Linked DNA regions of Sus scrofa: region 2 is linked to region 1. The links are chromatin contacts, called in public Hi-C maps. All regions are on one chromosome and are shown on one strand. The core of a region is the stretch at or near the end of the contact, and the rest is flanking DNA. Distances in the headings are between cores, read along the strand shown.

Region 1 (4,345 bases), core at 1,320-3,819:
CCCCTAAAGCCAGGAGGAAGTCCCACTGCCAGCCAAGAGAGCCCCCAGGAGCCAAAAGAAGGGAAAGACCCTCCTTCAAACACTTCTCTGAACCCCAAAGGAGAGCCACAAGAATTCCGTTTTGTTTCATCCTTTTTCCTTGCTTTTTTGCTTTTCTAAAATCTTCCTAAACAACCTCTTTGATCTTTTCTGGTCTGGGAGACCCCTGGTAGGCAATGGCTACTGCTTCCCATGTGGGCTCTGGGACAGAAATCGATCTCTCATGAGTTTCCCCAAACCAAACTTGCACACAGATCCACGGACCCCCGGGCCCCCCACAAACTGCTCCATCCCAAACCCCATCAGTGAATGGGGCCTAGGTCACCGAGACCAGGCCTTGGGAAGAGCTGAGCCAAGAAGAGGCTGTGATGGTAGGAGGGGCTCAAAACCCAGAAAGCCCATCTACCCTCTCATTCCAGAGACCACCACAGTTTGAGTGGCCCCTCTTCCCCTCCCCATCATCCTCAGTCATATACTACCTTGCCTGATTTCTGCAACCCACTTCTCACCATCTGAAGCTACCTCGTTTACTGTGGTCCAGATGTGCTTACCATCTGTCTCCTCAGCACAGGTAAGTGCATGAAAGTAGGAGAGCTTGGTCAGTGCTGTGCACCACTGTGGATGCCTGGCACAGGTGGACATGCAAATATGGGCTGCATGAGTAAATAAAGCAGGAAACAAGTGAGCTCTGAAGGGAAAAACCAGGAGGTTCACAAGTGCGCCCATGTAATCCTAAGATCAACCTGCCCTGAAGTATGATAGGTCCACACCGCTGGGAAGTAACAGAGCAGACCAGGATTGTTGAATTCCAAGAAGAAAGGAGAAAACGCTGCAGCTAAGAAGAGAAGCAAGCAGGCAAGCTGGTGACCCTGGATGGTCGGGTCAGGCTGCCACTGGGGCCCAGGGGACTGAACACCCTTGCCTCAAAAATTCAGCTTTCCTCGAATGCTGACTGAACTGCAAAGAGTCAACATTTGCATGCGGAGCCCAGGTAGGTCTGTCCTTCTTCCATGCCCCTGGCACAATCATGGCACCTGCCTCTGCCCAGGAAACACCTGCACAAAGCGAGGTACCACAGTTGAGAATACACAAAACCAAGTTCTTATGTTAAGGCACTAGTACCATAAAAGGCACAAATACCAACCAATTGGGAAGAGGACACACAACAGCCCTTTCCATTTCTGGGCGGTCTGAGGTGAGAAGGTTGGAAATCATGCAGTTGTCCTTTCTTAGAACAGTGTCATTCATTCATTCATTCTTTCTTTCATTCATTCATTTGCTCGGCCAACATGTGCTCACCCAGCCTCAGGAAGCCAGAAATGAAAGAGGACAAAACCTCTGCCCTCTCACCAGTCCATTGCTGCCTGTGGTTTTGGCGGGCATGAAAAAACAAGCAAATATTAAGGATACTTGCTTCCAAAACAAATAAGACCACGTGGAGCTGCGCTCTGAAATGGCATTTGGGATGCAATTTTTCAACAGAGTCAACAAGGTCATAAACTGACTCCAGGCACCAGTTTCTCTTACTCAGGGGCTGGCTCAGACCCCCTCTTCCTCTAGGCCCCAAGCCCCTCACACACCCAATCCCATTTCCCCACATTCTCCAACCACACTCCTACCTCTCTCCACAATATTCTCCCTCCGGACTCCCCGAACTCTATCGCCCCCATACGCTCAAACCTGACCTCCCTAGATCCACAGCTCTGATATCCTACTCTCTGAACCCCAGGACACACAGCTCAACTGCCTTCCACCCCCCCCCCAACACACACACACACCCCAGGTCTGGGCGGCCACCTGGAGCCCCGGGAATGCCATATGTTTACGAAGCATGTTTCCCAGGTGTCTCTACTCAACACCTCTCAACGCAGGACCCCCATAAATACATCGTGACTCCCGAATACACCATACACACACCCTGGATCCCCATACATCCACACCCATGTCCTGAGGGCGCACCTCGCCTCCAACTTCTTAGAGCCCCGAGGCCGGCCCCTGACCCCTTGGGATCCTGGTGCAGCAGCCGACTCCTTGAGACCCCCGACCCCCTCACTCCGGAGAAGCCCGCCCTGCGCGCCGGAACTCTGGGACGCCAGGCACCCGCCGGCGGCCGCAGGACGCCGCCACCGCGTGACTCCCGGGGTCCCGGGGTCCCGAGGCCCTGGCCCCGCGCACACCCCCGGGCGCAGCGCCATCGCACCCCGGCCGCGCCCCTGCCCGCTCCCCGCGGCGCCTCAGGGGCACCCGGCCCGGCGATCCGCGGAGGCCGCGGCGCCCACCAAAGCCCAGGCCCGCGCGCCCGGCGCGTACCGTTGGCGATGAGCTTGGCCGACAGCTGCTTGACGAGCTCGGGGATCCGCTCCCACTGGCACTCGGAGCGGCAGCGCTCGATCTCCGTCTCCAGCCGCGAGCCCGCCTTCCTGGTCGCCATCGCGGCCTGGCCGGGCCCGGCCCGCCCGCCCGCAGGCCCCGCAGGCCCCGCCGCCGCCGCCGCCCGGGCGCCCCCGTCGCCGCCTCCCGCTGCCGCCGCGGGCTCGGGCTCCGGCTCCCGGCTCCGCGGCGTAACGGGAGCGCCGGCTGGGGAAGGGGCGGGGAGGCGGGCGGCGGCGGCGGGCGCGGCGGGGCCCCGGGCGCCGCAAGGAGCGGCCCCTGCCGGCCAGGGCTGGAGCCACAGCGCGGGCCGGGGTCGCGACCCAGGCGGGGGCCGGGGCCGGGGCCGGGGCCGGGGGCGGGAGGCGGGAGGCGGGGGGAGGCGCGAGGAAGGGCGCAGTGCAGCAGAGGCTGGGACCAGACGGAGACCCAGGTGCCCGACCTGGAGGCGGGCTAGGGCTGGGGTCCAGATCGAGGTGGAAGGGGTGAGGGCGGGAGGTGAGGAGGGGGAGGCGGTAGGGAACGGGCAGGATGGGGGAGGGAGACCTCGGAGAGAGGGAGAGAGGGAGGGACTGGGCGCCCCACAGACCCTCAGGAATAGGACCTAGAAATGACAGTGACCCCAGGGAAGGTCACGGGCCAGGCAGGGCTAGTGGGCCTGAGGTATGAGGCGGGTGTGACCAGGACGCCTGCCTGAGCTTGTCCTGCCATCTCAGGTTTCAAGGTGCTCCCTCTGGGCCTGGCTTGGCCTGTGCCCTTTAGCAGGCGCCTCTGCCCCAGGCAGCCTTCCCACCACCCAGCCCGAGGTGGGTGGAGACTCATCCTCAGCAGGCACCTGCCCAGGGTTCCACAAAAGTCTGTTGAGTTGAGGTGGATGGAGCCAGGCAAAAACTGCCAGCTCAGGGGCCAGCCCCCTTGCCCTCTGAGGAGGATGCAGAGTCACCAGAGGGGTTTCCTCGTCTTGGCCCTGCAGACTGAGAGCCGAGGACAGGTGTCCAAACTGTGCCTTCTTTCAGTTATCCCTGAACTACATAGGGACCACCTACTATGTGCTAGACCCTGTTTGAGGTGCTGGGGATATAGCAGAAAACTAACAAAATACCTGCCTTTGTTCCATTCCAAGCAGAGAAATAAATGAGCAAAATGAGGTCATAAATTAGAAGGTTAAAATGGCTGTTTGAAGAAACACAGCAGGGTGGGTCCAATGAGGCAAATAAAGAGTTGAAGGAGTGGAGGGTTTGCAGTTTTGAATGGGGTGGCAGCGGATGGCCTCAATGAAGTGGCATTGGACTTGAAGAAGAGGAGAGAGCCCCGGGGAAAGAGCATTCTGGGCACAGGTAACAGCAGGTGCAAAGACCCTGGGAGCATATTTAATGAGCTGGGGGAATGATGGAGGCCTGAGAGGCTGGAGTGGAGGGAGGCAGGAAGGCGGAGAGGGAGAGCACCGGGAGGGGCATGGGAGTTGCAGTCCGTGTTGGGCCTGTGGGCCAATAGGGAGACTGACTTTTCCTCTGGCGAAATGGGACATCATCCATGCGGGACTGTTAACAGAAGAACGTCATGAGATAACCTACATTTTAGGGATATCCCCGCGGCTGCCATGTTGAGAACACTGCCAGTAGTTCAGGAGAGAGATGGCAGTGGCGCGGGACCAGGGTGACAGCTGTGGCGGTGGTGAGAGTGTTGGATTCTGGATACTGCATTTGAGGATGGAGCTGACAGGCTATGAGGAAGCATTAAGTCATAATCGACTTCATCCCTTCCAGCGGTGTCTTACCTGAGCTTTCCAAGGGTTCTCACCACCAGGTTTGTCTCAGCAGCCCTGAGGTTGTTCTTGGGAAGAAAAGACATGGACCCTAATTAACAGGTGATAAAGCAGAAACTCAGACATTAAGAGATGCCAGGAGGGATGATCAGGAAAGCGGGAGATGCCTTC
Region 2 (4,345 bases), core at 917-3,416, 630 kb after region 1:
AATGGTGAGTCTTACTCGTGTTCCAGAGAATTGGAGTACTGCTAGCAGCGAGTCCAACTAAAGTTGCTTGAAATGAGTTTGTAATAATTCCCATACAGAACAACTACGATCTAAACCTGAAATAATTAGCTCCCATAAATTTATAGGCTATTGTCATAAGACAGGTTTTCAAATTCAGAAGAAAAAATTTTGAAAAGTTTTACCTGATGTGAATATTTTCTCTAAGGGAAACGGACCATATGCCACCAGGGAAGTGGCAATCCCTTAAACAGAGTGTGCCTTTAAACATGTGAAACACTTATCTTCAAACAATTTGGTCTTTGAACCTTAAGAGCTGTTTCAAAATATGCGAAGCATAGGCACTAGGGCCAGTTCCAAAGGTTTTAAAGGTTTCTACCAACTTCTCCCCACCTGTTAACTGAACCAAATTATAAATATACATTTTAAGCAATCAAAAAGCTCGTATAAAATGTTTCAAAACTTGCAGGATTTACCGTGAAACCACACACCAAATTCTGCATTTCTTATGAAAAAGGCAACTAACCCTGGGGGAACACAAATCTAGCTTGTCATGGAAAAGAAGAAATATTTTCTTTGCCGAGTGCAGAGTTACCTGCCTGATTCATAAACTAGGGATGCCAACTTGCAAGAGGATCAGAAAAATGCAGCAGAAATATATTTTTTTTTAAAAAAAGACAAACAGCAAAATATTTATGCTCCAAAGAGTAAACAGCTAAAACTTTCTTAGCTCTGGGCAAGTTTCATGCCTGCTTTACAGATAAGAGAACTAAGGCAGGAGATCGGATTAATCAGTGCCTTTCTCAAGGTCACTCTGGTGTAAGAGAACAGCACGGTCCGGACTCCCGCCCCCAGGTCCCCGACCTCTCCACACTCCCAGGCGGCAGAGCTCAAGGGTGCCTGGCTCTGCTCACGACCCGGCGCCCAGAGAAAGAAAACACTTCGAGGGCTCTCGGAGCAGTTCCGGGGGGACAGGGGTGCCGGGGGCCCTCCCCCGAGGCGGCGGCCGCCCCAGCCACCCCCTCGGAGAGAGGGCCACGGGCCCCGTGGAAGCCGGGAGGTGGCCCAGGGCCGCGACGAGGGGAGGGTCCCGCCGCCGAGGGGTTCACTCACCGTCGCTCTCGGCCCTGACAAGCAGGGACATGCCTTTCAGCCGCTCCACGTAGCCCGACGACACATGCCCGGTGCCCCGGTCGTCCCACTGCCGGTCCTCGTTGAGCGTGTAAACCTTCACCCGCCGCCGAGTGTCGGTCATCGTGCCGCGCGGGGGCCGGAGCAAAGGCCCCGCCGGAGTCGCCCGGAAAGGGGGTCCGGGGAGGCGGGAGCCGAGTGAGGAGGACGCCCGCAAGCCGAGGGCTCCTCGGCCTCACTGCCGCCTCTGGCCGCCCCGGGGCCGCGCTGCCGCCCGCATGGCCCGCCGCGGGGCCCGAGCTCTGGGCCCCCGCCTTGCCTCGCCTCCCGCTCCTCGGCGCTATTGTCCGGGCCCGGCGAGCCCAGCCACCCCGAGGGGGGCGCGCAGCGCTTCGCAGCCTCCTGTGCCGCCGCGGTAGGAACTCGGGGCGCCGGTCACTGCCCTGCTCCCGCCTCCGCCATGATCTCCGCGAAGCCGCTTCCCGCGCCGCCGCCGCCTCCTCAGGCCGCCGCCGCCATGTTTTCCTTCCTGATACCTGGTCCTGCCACCGCAGCTGGGGCTGCGCTCCGCTCCAGTTTCAAATGTCCGAAGCCGACGAGCGCCTGCTCCTGCTGCAACTGCTACCAGTGCGCGGAAGACTCCGAGAGCGCCCAGGAGCAGGAGCGCTCCTGGCTCCTGGGGGTCCCTGTCCCTCCGCCGCTGCCGCCGCCTCTTCCGTCTTCCTCACAGAGCCAAAGCCGCCGCCATCTTGGTTCGTTCCTCAATAGCGGCGCGCGGGGCCACCCAGGCAGCAGCTGCAGGGGCGGCCCGTTGGCCCCACCATTTAAAGAGACAGGAGCGAAGCCGGGAGCCTCGCAGCAGCGGAGGCCTCGGACGGAGGCGGGAGGCTGGCGCCGAGCTGCCGAGGTGGCGAGAGCGCAGGGAGCGGAGGAGGCGGAACGCTGGTCGCGCCGGTGACGGCCCGGGACTTCCTCGCGCTCCCTGCACGCACCGTCGTGCGAGCGCGGGGCGGTGTGTGCGTCCGTCGCGCCCTGTGTTCGTCATCAGCCCGGCTCCGGATTCGAAAGGGGCGTGGAGCCCGCCTCCGGCTGTGGAGCGTAGGGCGGCTCCCTACCCGACCGGAGCTTGGCGTCTCGGGGGCTGGGTCCGCCCGCAGCTTCCCGGCTGGCTCGCCGTCCAGCCGCGTCTACCCCTGCGCTGCAGTCGCCGGGCGGCTTCGTCCTGGGGCTCTGCCACGGCGCGCCGGCCTCCGCAAGTGTTCTGAACCAGCCGCCGTTAGAGCTGGACTGGGCATCCGGAGCGCGGAGATCGGTGGCGCAGGAGCCCCGCCGGACTCAGGCCATTCTTCTTTGGGAAGAGGTTGACAAGCTTCCGGGAAAGGCCACAAGTTCGGGCAGCAAGGTCGGCGGCAGGCCTTGGGAGCTGTCATGGGGCACGCATTGGGGTGCGAGTGTAGAAACTTCGGACAGTTTTCATTTTCTGGGCGTGGGACCAACCCGAAGTGACAAATCTAAAACCTCTCCTTACAATCCAGCTTGCTACGTCCGTTCTTTTATCCTTTATCAGAATTGTTATTTTCTAGCTTTCCATGTTGCAGTAAGAACTTGCGGGGGCGAGGGGCGGTGTACGAAAACAAATGTAGTACTGTACACTCAGGGTGAATGTTTCTCAACGTTCAGTGTTAAGCACTGTTAGTCTTCACAAAGAAATGACATTCTCATTCCTATCATGCAACAGTAGCCACCATTTGGGGGGCTTTTACTATTTGCCCGACGGGTTAGGTCATTGCTGGCCATTGGAAATATGAGCCGCCTGTGTAATTTTGCATTTCATAGTAGCACTTCTTTTTAAAAGTAAGAAGAAACTGCTGAAATTTATTTTAATAACATATTTGATTGTCTTTGGAAAAAAAAAATGTTGTCTGCCATTCTGGTTCTATAAGAATCCAGCCATTAGCCACTGCAGTCCTCACAGGCAATGCACCCTGCAGGCAATTCAGGATGGAGAAAAACAGGAAGCATTCTGTACTTTGGATTCACTGGCCCCAAGGTAATGAAGCTACATACCGAAGGAAAATTTTCAATGACTCCCCGACACTCTAACATCTCCCCATACACAGAAAAAACACTAAAATCGTTAACTTGAGATGTAACTCTTTTTAGGCTTGACTACAAATATTTTCCCTAGCAAAGTTGATATCTATTCCTGGCTCCTCCCTTACTTCTTAGGAGCAGGTCCTCAGAGCTGAGAGGCTGTCTCCTGGGCTATAGCCCTCAGTAAGTTCCCAGAATAGAACTTAACTCACAACTTTCACCTTGTGCAAAGTTGACAATTTTGTTGTTGTTTTGACACGCCCAAAGTTTCTGGGCCAGGGATCAAACCCACACCACAGCCTTGACAACTCAGGATCCTTAACCATTAGGCCACCAGGGAACTCCTTCAGTTGACAGTTTAATACAATATCTTTTTTTTTTTTTGTCTTTTTGTCTCTTTAGGACCATACCCGTGGCATATGGAGGTTCCCAGGCTAGGGGTCCAATCTGAGCAGTAGCCGCCAGTCTATGCTAGAGCCACAGCAACACAAGATCCTAGCTGTGTCTGCTACCTACACCACCGCTCATGGCAACGCTGGATCCTCAACCCACTAAGCAAGGCCAGGGATCAAACCGGAGTCCTCATGGATGCTAGTCGGATTCGTTAACCACTGAGCCATGACAGGAACGCCAATGCAGTATCTTCAGTATAAAATTGAGGTATTTTGAATTACTTTTTTCATACTAAGTTCAAAATGCGATGTGTATTCTACCTTTAGTGTAATTTTCCACTTGAAAAAGTAGATTCACAAACTAAAGTTATTCCAAATATGCTTAATTTTTTTCCCTAAATAAATCAAGATCAATTTTTAAATTTAAAATTTAATTAAATTTTAAAACTCAGTCCCACTAGCCAAACTTCCAGAGTTTAGGACCCACGTAGGGCTAGTGGCTACCATTTTAGCAGGATCAGATGTTTAATGTCAGGAATCTCACTAAACCTGCACCCTACAGCATTTTGAGTTATACCCATCTACTCAGAAAGAGGCCCTGACTGAATGACCAGGGCTAAGAGGTTTCCCAGGATGTGGGATTATCAGTCTTAAAGTCAGAAGCTGGAACTTTCCTTCTGCACCATGTCAGATACAAAGAAGTCCCCCCA

Evidence for each region. Hi-C and Micro-C count contacts between places; a contact is called where the count stands out from the background.
Region 2: a Hi-C map of liver shows a contact between it and region 1, with 5 times the contacts expected there. The contact joins the promoter of PPP4R3A here to the promoter of TTC7B in region 1. A contact is called at or near these places in 1 of 47 Hi-C or Micro-C datasets (liver) and 1 of 2 datasets of contacts at active chromatin or transcription factors (alveolar macrophages).

Annotation. Positions count from the first base shown.
Region 1 is chr7:112,516,554-112,520,898 of Sscrofa11.1, forward strand. It overlaps TTC7B (tetratricopeptide repeat protein 7B), which reads right to left and starts at 2,570. Exons shown (of 20, transcript XM_021099609.1): 1 at 2,350-2,570. The coding sequence starts at 2,470.
Region 2 is chr7:113,146,822-113,151,166 of Sscrofa11.1, forward strand. PPP4R3A (serine/threonine-protein phosphatase 4 regulatory subunit 3A) reads right to left here and starts at 2,167. Exons shown (of 15, transcript XM_005666399.3): 1 at 1,132-2,167. The coding sequence starts at 1,273.